2 separate regions of the Mus musculus genome follow, and region 1 is linked to region 2. The links are chromatin contacts, called in public promoter capture Hi-C maps. All regions are on one chromosome and are shown on one strand. Each heading gives the region's core, a stretch centred on a gene start, on an enhancer-like site or on the middle of the called end of the contact. The rest is flanking DNA. Distances are from core to core; before and after follow the strand shown.

The links. Capture Hi-C pulls out chosen DNA fragments and counts their contacts.
Region 1: a promoter capture Hi-C map of adipose tissue shows a contact between it and region 2. The contact joins the promoter of Crybg3 here to the promoter of Ftdc1 in region 2. A contact is called at or near these places in 3 of 39 promoter capture datasets (the 3T3-L1 cell line, hippocampal neurons and pre-B cells), 1 of 115 datasets of contacts at active chromatin or transcription factors (large pre-B cells) and 1 of 9 other capture datasets (adipose tissue).

Annotation. Positions count from the first base shown.
Region 1 is chr16:59,595,059-59,602,364 of GRCm38.p6, reverse strand. Crybg3 (beta-gamma crystallin domain containing 3) reads left to right here and starts at 1,318. Exons shown (of 22, transcript NM_174848.4): 1 at 1,318-1,620. The coding sequence starts at 1,472.
Region 2 is chr16:58,615,616-58,622,804 of GRCm38.p6, reverse strand. Ftdc1 (ferritin domain containing 1) reads left to right here and starts at 5,827. Exons shown (of 4, transcript NM_001033404.2): 1 at 5,827-5,963; 2 at 6,949-7,092. The coding sequence starts at 5,862.

The sequences.
Region 1 (7,306 bases), core at 69-2,568, 980 kb before region 2:
ACTTTCCATGCCGTGAGCCTAATACTTCTGCATATACCTAGGAGACCAGTTGTAAAGAAACATTAATACGTGGACTACTATAACATTTTCCTATCAGCTAATTGAGAGAAATAGTATTATTGAAAATCAGAATTTGCCTCATAATCTTATTGACGCCCAGACACTTTTATCCCCAGACAGACTCCTTGCCTGGACCCTCTGTGCCAACACTGAGGTGTAGGACCACTTTTTGTCACAGGGCAACAGGGGGAGGCAACTGCTAGTCAGCTAACATTGCGTTGGGGAGGCACATTATTCTCCAGGCCCTGTAGCTGCATGGAAGAATTTGCTTGTCCATCTGTATCTGATCCTAATTTTTTTCTTACTCTCATACTCCTAGTTTCAGATCCAGTTGACAGATTAAAATGCCTCAAAGGGGTAGCTGTGGGTCCGCGGGAAGGCTCCTTAACCGGCACTATGATTCCTTGGGGCCGACAGGTAGACGTTCAACCTCCTCACTTCTCCAGCCAGCCACAGACAGCTATCACCCTATTTTCATGTGATTTGCCCACATAACATTTTTAGTTACTAAATGTCCCACTGTTATCTTGAACTTCATACCTCTGGAGTTTGACTTCAGACAAACTATAACAATACACCTGGGGCGAATATGGCTCTGTGTGCTTTCTCTGTTAGCAGCTCCGCTGTATAAAGTCATTTTTATCATAACCAGATATTCGTTTTAAACTAATGTTAAGGGCCTTTGGCGTTCCAGAATACAGGAGTATCTGCGCAACAACCAAATATTTGTTTCAGCATTTTTCTAGTTTGAGTCATACCTGAATCAGATTTGGTTTTGTGATCAGGGACGGTTTTTTTGAAAAAGGATTCTGGGAGTGGCCCACAGGTGAAGGGTGAGCGCTAAAACACACCTGGGTTGGTGGCTCCTCATCTGAGCCAGCTGAAGCAGAAACAAGGTGCTGACAGCAGGACAGATGGGACCTACCCTTGCAGGCTGAAACTGTCTTTAGAAAGGCTGTGCTCAGGTTCCAGGCTGCAGGGCACGCGGGTGCTGCTTCTTGCCAGGTGTTTCCCCAGACTTTAATTGATTACCCTGTTTTAAAACAGCCCTAACTCGGGAAAGGGAAGCAAAGCATTTACAGTTGACTGTTGGCCAAGCCAAGTGGGCTGCGGGCTGGGCTGGTTTGGGCGGGAAGCCGGAGCCTAGCATCCCCAGGCTGCTCCTCCCGGATCTGCACGCTGTGGCCGACAGGGCGGTCGCGGCCACTGGCTCCTCCCGGGGGCGGGCAGCTCCGGGCGCGGGCGGGAGGAGGAGCCGCACGGGGAGCGCTCGTGCCGGCCGGGCTGGAGGAGCCGCGCCGGCGGCCCGGGCCGACTCTCGCTGCGCTCAGCGAGCCAGGGCTGCGGCCACCCTCGCTCCGGCCAGCGGCTCGTCGGGGCCCGCGGACGGCGCGGCCGAGCCGGTGGGGAGATGTCCGGCGGCCGCAGGAGGGGCAGCGCCCCCTGGCACAGCTTCTCTCGGTTCTTCGCTCCGCGGAACCCTTCTCGGGACAAGGAAGAGGAAGAGGAGGAGAAGCCGGGGACCGGCCAGCCGGCGGGAGTGAGCCGGAGTGCAGCCAGGTGGGAGCCGCGGGGGCGCCGTGCGCGCCTTCCTCCGCCGCTCGGGTTTCCTCCGGTCCCGCCCTGGGTGGCTTAGATCTGGGGAAGTTCTTGCTCCCGGCCGGTGGCTTTTCCCGCCGCCATCGGGGGCTCCCGGCTCTGTCCCCTCCACTCCGGGAGGCTCTGAAGCTGCCGAGGGAATCTCGCGCCCCTCCGCGTCGTGCTTTGCCATCTTAAGGTTTTCTCGAAGTGATTCCTAAAAGAGTTGCAATCAGAGCTTTCTGAGACGACATCCAGAATCTGAAGTCTTCGCCAGATTTGTTTACAGTTTAAATGTTGCCGCCCTTCCTCCTTTCTCTCTGTCTCTCTCACTGGGGACATCTGACGGAAGCGCTCCGATTTGGGGAACCAGGGCCGGAGCTGAGAGCTGGCTCAGTTTAATGATTAGTATGTGCACTCTTGCACTCTTTCCATAATCATTTTTCCTCTACTCCTGCTGCTTTAAAGATTGACATTTTAAAAATTCGTCTCATTAAAATGCCCGTTTTTAAATTTCCTTATCAACCCTAAAGGAGAGGTGGTTTCGCTTCTTTCTCCTTTTTTTTTTTTTTTTTTTTTGAGAAGTGAAGCCAACTTCACTTGCACCAGAAGAACCTGTAACCCATGTCCTTGGAAGGTTGCCCTCTAGAGAGCTATATTTACCTCAGACTAAAGACTTGCTGATGGACTTCAAAGAAAAATGGATCGGAAACAACTGACGCTTCTAGTTCCATTACTATTTAGGGTTTGTGATTTGTTGTTAGCCCTTCGTTCTCCTTGCTTTTCCTAATTGTGAATCATTTCCAGTGTAATCACCTGTTAGCATAATACGTCTTTCCAAGAAATGACCAATTATAATTGACTGGTTATTCTACTAGGAAGTTTCAGATACTTTTGGCCTGGTTGTTGATGCTTTTAACATTCGAAGTTTCCCCGTCCTTAATGGTAGTTCTGAAATCTGGGAGGTCTCACCTGTCGTGGCTCTAATGTGGCTCTAACGTTGTCCCTAACAGTCCCCTGTGATCTGAAAGCAGTAGACTCAGCGCCCTTTGGAAACTTGAGAGTGGTGGAATGGAGTAAGCAGGCCAGCTCCTATCAGCATTGTCCTGAAATCCTGCCTGTTCCCCTGGCCTATTTGCCCTTTTAAGGCAGGCACTCCTCCATTCTGAACTCTTTCTGCACCGGGCTGACTAATCCAGCAGCTAGATAGATCCTTTTCACCTACCCCTTTCTGTCTCTCCTCACCACTGATAGGCCCTGGCTATGGCTTTTCACGATGCGGTTTTAATTATGCTTACGCGAGCACTAATTTTGTTCTCATCTGTTTTAGAACTGGCCAGATGTTAAGGGGATTGCAGATAATCCCTCGTGTGTGTGTGTGTGTGTGTGTGTGTGTGTGTGTGTTTAGCTGTTTTATAGGAGCTTAAATCTTTCTTTTTCACAGATAGAAATAAACACAAAGCCCTTATTGAAAGCGCAAGGCAACAAATGGAACCACTCAGTAGGTCCCATCCTCCCAGTAATAGAACAATGTTGGTGGTGACAAGATTGGAAACAGACTTGGGATTTGTGCCCGTGATCCTGTTTCAAGCTGAAAGGACACACTTTGGTTGTTTCTTTTGTGGCAGTAAAACCTTTTAATGAGAGCCGGGTTGATCTTTTGCAGTCATGGTGTGACTTTGCTTGCAATAGTGGGTAGCCAAGAAAAGGTCTCCCACATAAAAAACAGTAATTACAACCTGGAACATGTCTAGTGGTCCAAAATTTAGGAATTGATTTGGCACAACTTTCCACAAGCTCGAATGATCACAATCTGTATTTTACTGTAAAAATAAAAACAAAAGCATTTTTAAAGAGAGCTGTTCAAAGTGACATTGCTACCTTTTACCTGTGCTGCAAACTGACCCTGACGTCCCTCGAGTGTGTGTGTGTGTGTGTATGTGTATGTATGTGTATGTATGTGTGTATGTGTGCATGTGTGTATGTATCAGTGTATGTGTGTGTATATATGTATGTGTGTATATGGGTGTATGTATGTACACTTATGTGTGTATATATGTGTGTATGTGTGTATATGTGTATATGTGTGTATATGTATGTGTGTGTGTGAATGTATGTGTGTGTATGTGTGTGTGTATGTATGTGTGTGTGAATGTATGTGTGTGTATATATGTGTGTGTGTGTGTGAATGCCTTGGGATGAAATGGATTTTCTCAGGCTTATGTTGCATAGGCTCCTTTCCTGCCTGAACTCATTGTGTTGGCTTACGAGTGCTTCATTACTGGGCTTACTCATGCCCAAATACAAAACAGGATACACACGGTCTTCAGAACAGAACCCCCTAGCAACTTCTTAAGAACAGAATTAAAATGAAACATACGTATTAACGAGACGAATGAGAGTCAAATTCACGGCATCGCCCCCCTCCACAGATGTGTGCTACCCATGAAAGCAAAAGGCAGGGGATGCTAGGATAAACACAGGGTCTGGAGAGGTTGCCAGGTCTCTACTCTAGTGTGCCCCACATTGATAGAGTTCTTGAATAGTCCCCTGTTTGAAGCACGAGACAACCTTTGTTATTGCTGTGTGCTGTGTGTTGCTGGGGCTTCACTTGGTGTGAGCACCTCATTTATTTACTGAGTTTGCTGCTGTTCTGGTCATACTACACCTTCAGTGGTCAAGGAGGACGAAGAGTTCCTTTGTTGAGTATTTAAACTAACGTGTTAGCCAACCAGTTCTCGGAAGTGCTTATGGTGGCTGCATTGATTTTTCAGAAACGAAAATTCTACATAACGCAACTGAAAGCTGTCACAGGGAACTTTCAGAACTCCCAGAAGTCAATGTGTCTCATTTTGGCAATCCTTACTATAGTGTTCAGGCCTGTGGTCATTAAAAGAGATAGAAGAGTCCAGAGGGGGTGACTTTAAGAGACCCTATGAGTTGTGGCCTGCAAGATTTTAAGGTCTACTAGGAGACCTTATGTGTATTGGTATGGCCCACAGAGAGAGGCATGCAGAAAATTAGGTTAGAATTAAGTAATGTGGTCTCTGGAGAAAATGTTTGGCTCTTCACTGGGAGTTTTGGAATGTTTTTTAAAAACGGGTCTGTTAAATGGATATTGTTGGAATGCAGAACTCCGTAGGTGAACGCCTACCTTCTTATTTTACCTGCTTTGGGAAAATGATTGCACAAGCTTGTGGCCTTGCTGGGTCACACATGGTGAACCTGTTTATGGGTTCCACGCAATACCTGTAAGCCAGAAGGGAGCTAACACAATACGGCCAGAACATTTCTCAAGGACTGGTTGTGCACCTATCCTGGGCAGAGAGCTTTTGCTTGAGTGTACCCACAGGGCAGCAGGGGTGCTACACTTCGAAGCCTCTTATGACTTTGAGGACACTGAGGCTGGGGCAGTTCTTAATGGCAGATTCTATTTGTATTTGGGGTGTAACAGTTCTTTAAACTGGACTCTCCTGTCCATTGCGGGATTTTTGATGTCCACGATTCCACCTACTAGTTGCCAGTAACATGTCTGGTCATTTGGATATCTCAGAATACCTTCAAGGCGGGCGGATGGGAAGGGCATGGGGCAATACTCCCAGTGGAGAAAGACCTGCGGTCAGAGAGGGAGGAAGAGTCAGGGGTAAGAATTGAACTTAGGTCTCTGACTGTTGCTCGGATTCATTAGACACCATTTTCCCCTCTACCCTTCAAACCCATACTTTTTCCAACATAAGCTAAAAGCTGGGCATGCTGGATCACTCCTGTTGTCCCGCCATTCCAGAAGCTGAGGCAGGAGGCCTGCTTCAAATTCAAGCCTGAATTCTGTAATGAGTTCCAGATCATTCTGGGCGGCAGGGTGGGAGACCCTGTCTCAAATGGAAGCAAAGAAACAAAATCCACATTTGAATAAAGAAGCTCTTTGTTTCAGAGTGGGGCCTGGAACCTAGTGTGTCAGCGATCGAAGAGGGTATGACAGGTTCCCTAAACTTAAGGTCAGGAGTGTGTCCCATGTTTGCATCGTCTTTCCCAAACATGGATAAGTGAGTGGATCTGTGCTTGTAGGGTGGAGCATTAAAGAGGTGATTAGTGGTTTTCAGCCGAGGATAGTACTTTCCCTACTCTCCAAGTGGGCTTTGTGAGATGTAGGTTGGGCGGTGTGTGACCTGTCATCACAGCTGAGAGCGTGGAATGACAGAGGTCAGGAAGCTAATGGGCTGTAGAGAAGAAGATAGGATTGCCAAAAATAAAAAATAAAAATAAATAAATAAATAAATAAAAGCAATGGTTCTGATGTCTAGCCTGAGAGCTATTGGCTTTTGGCTAAGCTGAAAAGAATAAGGCTATGCTTATGCCATGCCAGCAATTCATACTTGAAGTCATAAAAATGCCTACCAAATTCTAGAAGCTCTCAGAGGTGTGTACCGTACTGGTCTGCCAGGCTAGCTCGGATCATGGAACTTACACTTGGCAGCAGAGAGAATGGTAAGTTTGTCAGAGAGTTTCAAGACACGCTACCTTCTGTAAGTGAGGTCTATTTATTTTGTTTGTTTCTTGGGTTTTCATGGGATGCCCGTGGGGTTGCTCATTTGTGAATTCTTGTTGTGGGGTTCCTTGGGAAGGGATTCAGTTGTGCAGTCTAACTCTGCTGGAATTGTAATCAGAACTCCTGGCTTTATTGAGCCAAAGATGTTTTTAGCATTTGTATTCATTAGTGGAAAATACATAAAGAGAGTCATGACAGTTTGCAAAGTGGAAAATGATCCCTCCGCAAAGTACTGCATTCCCTCCTCAAAGTTCTAATGGAATACGTGGAAGTTTAGTTGTACTGGGATGCTACATAAAACAGTGGCGGCAGGAAAGCTATCGGTTGATATTAACTCAACCCAGGGGCTCCAGTGAAAAGAGAGAGGGGGCTAACGTGAGATGAAAGTTGAAGAAATTGTCATCAGAGTGTGTTAACTCTACAAGCTGAGGTGATTGCTCTGTGTGTATGTTCTCCATATAATGCTGCATTGTGGACAGTATATAAAGAAGCCTGATTAAAAACTGACCTCAGAGGCTCAGAACTTAGGTCTCTGACTGTTGCTCGGATTCATTAGACACCAGTTTCCCCTCTACCCTTCAAACCCATACTTTTTCCAACATAAGCTAAAAGCTGGGCATGCTGGATCACTCTTGTTGTCCCGCCATTCTAGAAGCTTATATGTGTTATATAGATTGTATATATATATATATATATATATTTTAGATAAACTCAATATAAACTAAGTATGTTTTTGGTGTGAGAGATTTGTTCAGATAATTTTCCGGTTTAGAAAATATCTATTACATGTATTTTATTTGTGTGTGTGTGTGTGTGTTCGTGGATGCACAGGTATGAAAGTCAAAGGGCAGCTTACAGAAGTCTGTTCTTGCCTTTGACCCCGAGGTCCTTAGAATTGAACTCAGGTTATCCACCTTGACAGCAAGCGCCTTCACCCGCTGAGCCATGTCACTGGCCCATATTTCTTCACTAATGTCATATGCTGAATAAAAATTTTAATCGGACCTCACATCTCACAGTAACTTTTCCCTGGTCAGAAGAGTGTGGGAAATGCGGCCTTAACTGTAGCAAGAGGTGAACAGCAGGGCTTTCTCTCCTTTCCTCCTCTTCTTCCTTGACTCT
Region 2 (7,189 bases), core at 4,578-7,077:
ATTTAAGATCAGTCAGAAATAAACATGCAGTGGCCACATACATTTAAAAAACAGACAGACAAAACTTTCCTTACTTCTTCTAGCTGTCATTTCAATAGAGGAACACCTTGTCACCTGCTGAATCCAATTCTCACAGGCGCAGAGGTTTTGTAGCAGGACTAGCCAGCAGCTTCCTTACCAGAGAAGCTGAGAGGCTGCCTGTGCCCCTTTTAAGAGAGGCTTGTGCAAGATCAAGCACCCCCTGGGAAAGGCTCCAAGGGCAGTACCACTTTATCAGTTTTCCTTGTTCCGATTTAACTGCTTTTTTTTTCTCTCCCCCCCAAAATCCTTGAAATGAGTTAAAACTAAGCTAAGGACTAAAAGGTCAACAGACGATGCTTTAACTGTTTACCCTCTAAATACAGAACACAGAGCAACAATCAAACACCTAAACAAACCAAACTATAGACACCGGGGCTGGAGAGATGGCTCAGTGGTTAAGAGCACTGACTGCTCTTCCAGAGGTCCAGAGTTCAATTCCCACCAGCCATAGGATGGCTAACAAACATCTGTAAAGGGATCTGATGCTCTCTTCTGGTGTGTCTGAAGACAGCTACAGTGTACTCACACACATAAAATAAATAAATAAGTAAATAAAAACTATAGACTCATGTGGACAGAGGGGTAAGCCAAGAACAACCAATAGAATTGGAGAAGAGGGGAAATGGATCCAGATGTCCTGCCAAAGTGACCCAGACATCCCATAGTGTAGGAGTTAACGATAGAGGAGAGAGGCACCAGAAAACACAAAGAAAGTAGACGACAAACACAAACAAAACCATGTTTTAAAGATAGCACTGTACGTCAGCTCCCAAAAGTTGCTGGACCTGTACCAGTCCTGAACAGTTTCAAACGAACAACCCAATGACCAAAGAAAGGGTTGAGGCATCTTTTCTACCCTTCCAGCTCTGAGATCGATATTTAAGATCAGTCAGAGCTCTGAGATCGAGTCTGCCTGTTCTCCGTTGAGCCCCAATTGTCGCAGAACCTCTGGGCCCCTTTGTCTGCGTGGAATGGGCCTCCAGTCACAGGTGGGCAAAACGTTGGATGAAATGACAGACAGATGCACACAGGAGAGGTTGTGTAGAATCTGAATGTATTCGTCAGGTCAAGCATCCAACTTTTTATAGTACAGAAAATACAAGGGTCGGAAGTCACAGCAGGCAAGGTACATTGAAGTTACCAGGTACAAAACAAAGGAATGACTTCAAAAGGATTTACAGGAACCAGGTAAATGTTTACAGTAAAGATAAAGCAGTCCTGCCTAGGATCAGTTTAGTAACAGGCAAGGATTTTACACTCTAGTGTTATACCTTTGAACCTTGTGAAGGCTAGCACCAGGGGGTTCTGCTCTTGGCAGACCTTAAGAATAATGCAATATCACAACCCCCCTAATTTCCTAGGCCTTGCTAAATTCTTATATGAGTGTAACTTTTAAGTGTCTGGAGAATCTCCATTTGTCAGGAGAATATACCAACTTGCTTTTAATATGCAATGTAGCCTTACTGAAGATTTCTATCTCAGTGAGATTCCCTGGCTCTTTCAGCAGACCAGTTGAGCCACTGGCTCCGTCTATTGTAATGCTTAATTAGTTACTGAATAGGTTAACTTCCTTACTGCCTTCTCACAGGACTCTAAGCTCTGCGGCTTCTGGGATCTTGGAACACTGGGGAGACTAACTATAACAGAATTTAATCTGAAAAGGCATTTATAATAAAATATTAAAAGAGAGCTCGTAGATCTATACACCAGACTAACGAGGGAATAGAGTATGAGTATATGGATAAATGAGACCACCAAAACTCAAAGGAGGTGAGCTTCCTTGAAACTCTCTGCCTCGTGAGTGGCTTTTAGGCTTCACAGCCTGTCAAGCTGACTCGACCGGAGTGCATGGCACCCAATTTGCCTGGACACCAAAAGAAAACTTGGGTCAAGACCAAAAGAACAAAGTTGCCAAGAGACTTGGGGTCTCTTTTCCTCAAATTGCATGATACCTGGCCAATGCACCAAAATGTTGAATTCACAGGGTGTGCAAATAACGAGGAAAGGATCGCCAAAGTCAGAAATAAACTCAACACAACTTTATTTACTGCGGGGTGAAGGGGGTGCTTCTAACCAGTTAGGGTTGCGGTCAGTCGGGACCCAACACAACGACCTCCAAAGGCCTGAGCAGTCTCCTTTTGATGCCCAAATCCACAGACAGATGTTCAGGGGATAATAAAGAATGAATTTGTAAATTGAGGGTAGGTTCTCCAGCCCAGGGTGTTGGTACAGGCAAGGGAGTGATCTCATCCCAACCTTTATGGAACTCACACAGGCCACGTTTTTACTGCAACAGAAAAGAACGTAGAGTTTCAGGCCATGCTACCAGTAAGATGGCAGCCATGACAGAACTATTCCTGGAATTACTCTGGGCTCTTCATTTGTTAGTCATTCAAGTCAGACAAAAAACAAAGGAAGAAAGGCAAACAAAGCAAAAGAAGAATATGAATAAGGAAAAATGAAGGATGTCTACCAAACCTTTGAGAGCCCTCTGAAGACAGTGAAATGCAGAGTAAGAGAATCAAAAACACAGAACCTACAAGAAGAATTTCTACCCTCTCCCAGTCTTGGGAAATATCCAAGTGTAGGAAGTTCAAAGAACCCAAGTCAGATTCAAAGAAAAAAATTTTTTGTAACAAATATCATAGTCAAATTGTCCACAGTGGAATAATTATTCACTGTATATCTGTGTCAAAATATCACACATGCCCCATAAATTTGTGTATAACTATGGGTTGATTGAAAACAGTTAAGCTGGGGAGATGGCCCGATGAGTAAAGTGCTTCGTGCACGGGCCTGATATGCTGAGTCCTGATCCCCATTATACACATAGTACCATAGCATCTGGAGCCCCAGCATTGTCCTAGCAAGAGATGGGAAACAGAAAGACTGTGGAAGCTGGCAGGCCAACTAGCCCAGCAAATACAGCAGTGAGGAAGAGAGATTCTATCCCCAAGTCAAAGGTGAGGACTGATGGCAGAGGTTGTGCTCCACAGGTGTGCCATCAAACATGCATGTCCAAACTCACACACACATATACATACTACATATACATATCTGTTCATTTGTCAATGATTAAAAGTATAATTATAAAAACTTAACAGGGCTATGGAAATGGCAACGGCAACTGCTGTCAAGCCTGATGATATGAGTTTGAGCCCTAGGACCCATGGAGTAAAAGAAAAGAACTGACTCTCACAAGTTGTCTTCTGACATTCACGGCATGTCCCCCCCCCCCCACACACACACACACTAATTACTAAAGATGTGATATGTTTCCATTAATTCATGCATATGTGTGTGTTTGTGTGTGTGAGAGAGAGACAGAGACAGAAACAGAGACGAGAGAGAAAGAATAGTGTTAGATTAGCAAAAATCCTTAGTTCCATCTCATTAAAAGAACAAAACTGGGTTTATAAATATGCATTCAGTTCTCTGTTGTGGCTGTATAGTACAATCACAGAATGTTTACAAGGAAAGTTCTTTAAACCCACCCAGAAATATCCAAATTCTCAGACTATTCTATTCCAGTAACAAATCCATGAATTCCAGGTTTACTAACTTGTAGGTTAGACAGTATAAACTTGTCACCGTTACCCACAAATTGCTGATCTTCCAAAAAAGAACCACAAGGTTTGAAGAGGAGGAATTGTGGTCACGTATCACCTAGGCAAAAGCTGGACAGGAAGCTGGAGATGGCTCGGGGGTTAAGAGCATTTGCTGTTCTTGTAGAGGCCCTCAGTTCTGTTCTCAGCACCTACATGGGGGCTCACAACTACTCTGGCTTGAGATTCAAGGGATCCAATGGTGTCTTGTGACCTTCTGACCTTCAGAGGCTAGGCACACACATGGCGCATATACATGTACGTAGGCAAACCCTCATACAATAGCATTCAAAACAACAGTGGTCAATCTGCACAGGTGCCACATTCTCAGACGAGTCTAAACTCTAGAGCCCAGCTATTCCAGAATTGCTAGCACGACTGCCTTTCCAGGAGGGCTGCTGTGGAGGACCTGATACCTTGGGGAATGCTTTTTTCTCTAGAAAATGCTTTTCTCTCCCTTCTTAAGCAATGATCAACACCTGTGCCATGAGCGCCCTACAGAATTTCCCAGAATTTTTGGGAATATTCTTATACCCTTTCCCCTGAAGGTGTGTCCCTGGACAGGCACTACCTGGCAGTAGGTTAGAAATGCATTGCCTCAGGCTCCACCAACCACACTTCTGCATTTGAACAAAGTTCCCTGCAAATGATGTTTTGAGAAGCACTGACTGAAACCACCTCTCCTTTATAGGAGTAATCGGAGACTCAATTGGAGTCTGTTGAGTCAAGAAACATGGATCTGATCATTTCTTCTTTAAGACTACCTTGTTTGACTCCAACCAAGTTTCAAAGTTTAACTTCTCCCTCAAGGAGGAAAAAAAAAAGAGGTTTTTTTTTTTTCACCCTTCTCCAGGGGTGGACTTTGAGGCAATTGCTATTCAAACTGTCTCCCCAAATCAAGATATTTGCTGCTCACCCTCCAGAATAGCGTGGACTGCAGGGTAGCACCTGCCTAGACAGATGCCATTTCCATTCATTCCAAGAAGGCAGGGGTTAGCTCAAAGTTGGGATCTTAATTTTTTTTCCTCTACATGTATGTCTGTGTAAGGGTGTTAGTTCCCTGGAGCTGGAGCTCTAAACAGTTGTGAGCTACCATGTGGGTGCTGGGACTATCCGAGTCCTCTGGAAGAGCAACAGCTCTGGAAGAGCCCCCCCCCATTTATTCATTCATTCATTCATTTTGCATACCGATTGATGCCCTCCTCTTGGTTGCCCCCTCTCAGAGTCCCTCTCCCCACCCCCTTTTCCTATGAGAGTGGGGCTTCCCAGATATCCCCCCACCCCTAGTGCATCAAGTCTGCAGGGTTAGGCACATCCTGTCCCACGGAGGCCAGACAAGGAAGTTCTGTCCCCAAAGCAGCCAGTGTTCTTAACTGCTGAGCCATCTCTGCATGTCCTGAATTTTAAGCTTTATTCTTATGTCAGATGTATTTTTTTAACAGTGACTCAGTACATTTCTAGAAGCACCCCATTATCAGCCATAAAGAATGGTGAAATCTGTACATGCCAAGCCACAAAGAGACCCTTGAAAGAAAGAATAAGGAAGGAGCCAAGAAGATGCCAATTGCAAAATTGGGAAACAGCAGCATGGTCTTGTAGCTACAGCTGTGTGTGCTTATTACAGCTGCAGGGGGGAATGCCTTTTTTTCTGCTTCCACTTCTCCATCTTCTGTCTGCTCACAAGGCCAACTTGAAGTGCCAGTTTACCCACAAAATCTGTATGCCTCTTCTAGCTGGAATAGGAGATTTCAGAACTCAACCATATTCCACAGTCAGCTCAATTATGTACGAAGAGGGAAGGGGTTGTAGTGTTTCCTATAAACAAGTGTTTTTGTTTGTTTGTTTAACATGCTCCTTAGATTTGATGTATATCAAGCAGGCTATGCCATCATCATTCCAAGAAAACTGAGAAATTTAAAATAATTCGCATTACCCTTCAGAACGAGTATTGAGAAAATTAGAAGCTCCAATCCCTCTTTGATACATTGTCTCTCTGCTCGTTTTGGTTTCTTTACCCAGACACAGTGTCCTTGTTGGTAGATTAGCAGCTGCAGTCTCAGGTGGCGGTGATTTCAACTTGTTACAAGGGGTGGGTTGTATCCACTCCTTAGTATTTAAGAGCCTTTCCAGTGAAGTGGGTAGCACATCTTCTGGCTGAATTCTCCTATTGCTGAGATGGGACCTAAGAGAAGGAAGCCCATTCCGGAAGAGGCTTTAGCTTATATTCATCGAATTGCCTGTATGCAGATGAACCTCAGTGATGCTTATATGTTCTTGGTTAGTAGAGCTCTTGGGCTACTATGAGGGTAGACTTTGTTCTGATCTGGGTGATGACACATTTACTACCTTCATATCATTGGGTATCTAACATTCACATCTTCACATCTAACATTAGGTGAGAAGGTAGTTCAATGGCGAGGCTTTGGTGATTGAGAACTGTGACAGCAAACTACAAGCAACAAGAAGGGGAATCAGTTCTTCACTTGGGTTCCCAAACAATAGCCAATGGTAGCAGAATAAGCCCTTTTATAGCTAAATGCAATTTCATATTCACGGTCAACATGTATGATAAATCTGCTCTTAGCTTTTTAGTAAATTTGTGCTAGGCTTTTTTTTTTTTTCCTTTTTTGAGACAGGGTTTCTTTGTATAGCCTTGGCTGTCCTGGAACTCACTCTGTAGAACAGTGGGGGCTTTGAACTCAGAGATTCTCCTGACTCTGTCTCCCGAGTGCTGGGATTAAAGGCCTAGCCTTCTGGTAATGTTTGTCTGTTTTTAATGTATTTATTTTTTAATGTACAGTAACGTTTTGCCTGCATGTATGTCTGTATGAAGATGACCAATCCTCTGGAACTGTTAGATGGTTGTGAGATGCCTTGTGGGTGCTTGGAATTGAACCAGGGTCCTCTGGAAGAGAAGCCAGTGCTCTTAACCACTGAACCATTTCTCTAGCCCCCTGTGGTAGGCTTCTGTCATGGATCTATACAGTCAGTGGATGAAACTGATAATGTTAACAGGTCTGATCCATAGAAAATCCATACTGTAAAAAGATTAGAAACTTCTCTGAGTGGCTGCTCTTTGGGGCATCCTGAGTTCAAGAAGATAGAAACTTCTGGAATTCAAAGGACAAGCAAGACACTCGGAACATCCAAGACCTCTTCTAGATGACCACTGAGACAAGAAACTCTTTTCATGAGATTCCTACCTGAAATTTTAACTTCTGTTACCCTTCTCCCTTCCCCCAAATCCTCACCTCCGTCCTAGGCTTGCTTGTACAGCGATGACACGACAATGACTAGTTTTGGAGCATATTCGCAGGACAAGGCTTCAGTGAAATGGTTTTATGCCAAAAGAATCCTGGCATACATCACCGAAAGAGGTAATAAGGTCTGCATTCCGGAAATTCAGGTGACTGTAATTCTACTTTAACAATTTCTGCTGGGGCTTTTTTCTAAATCTAAAATATAGGTGCTTGCTATTTAAATGTCCTAGTTAGGTTATTCAT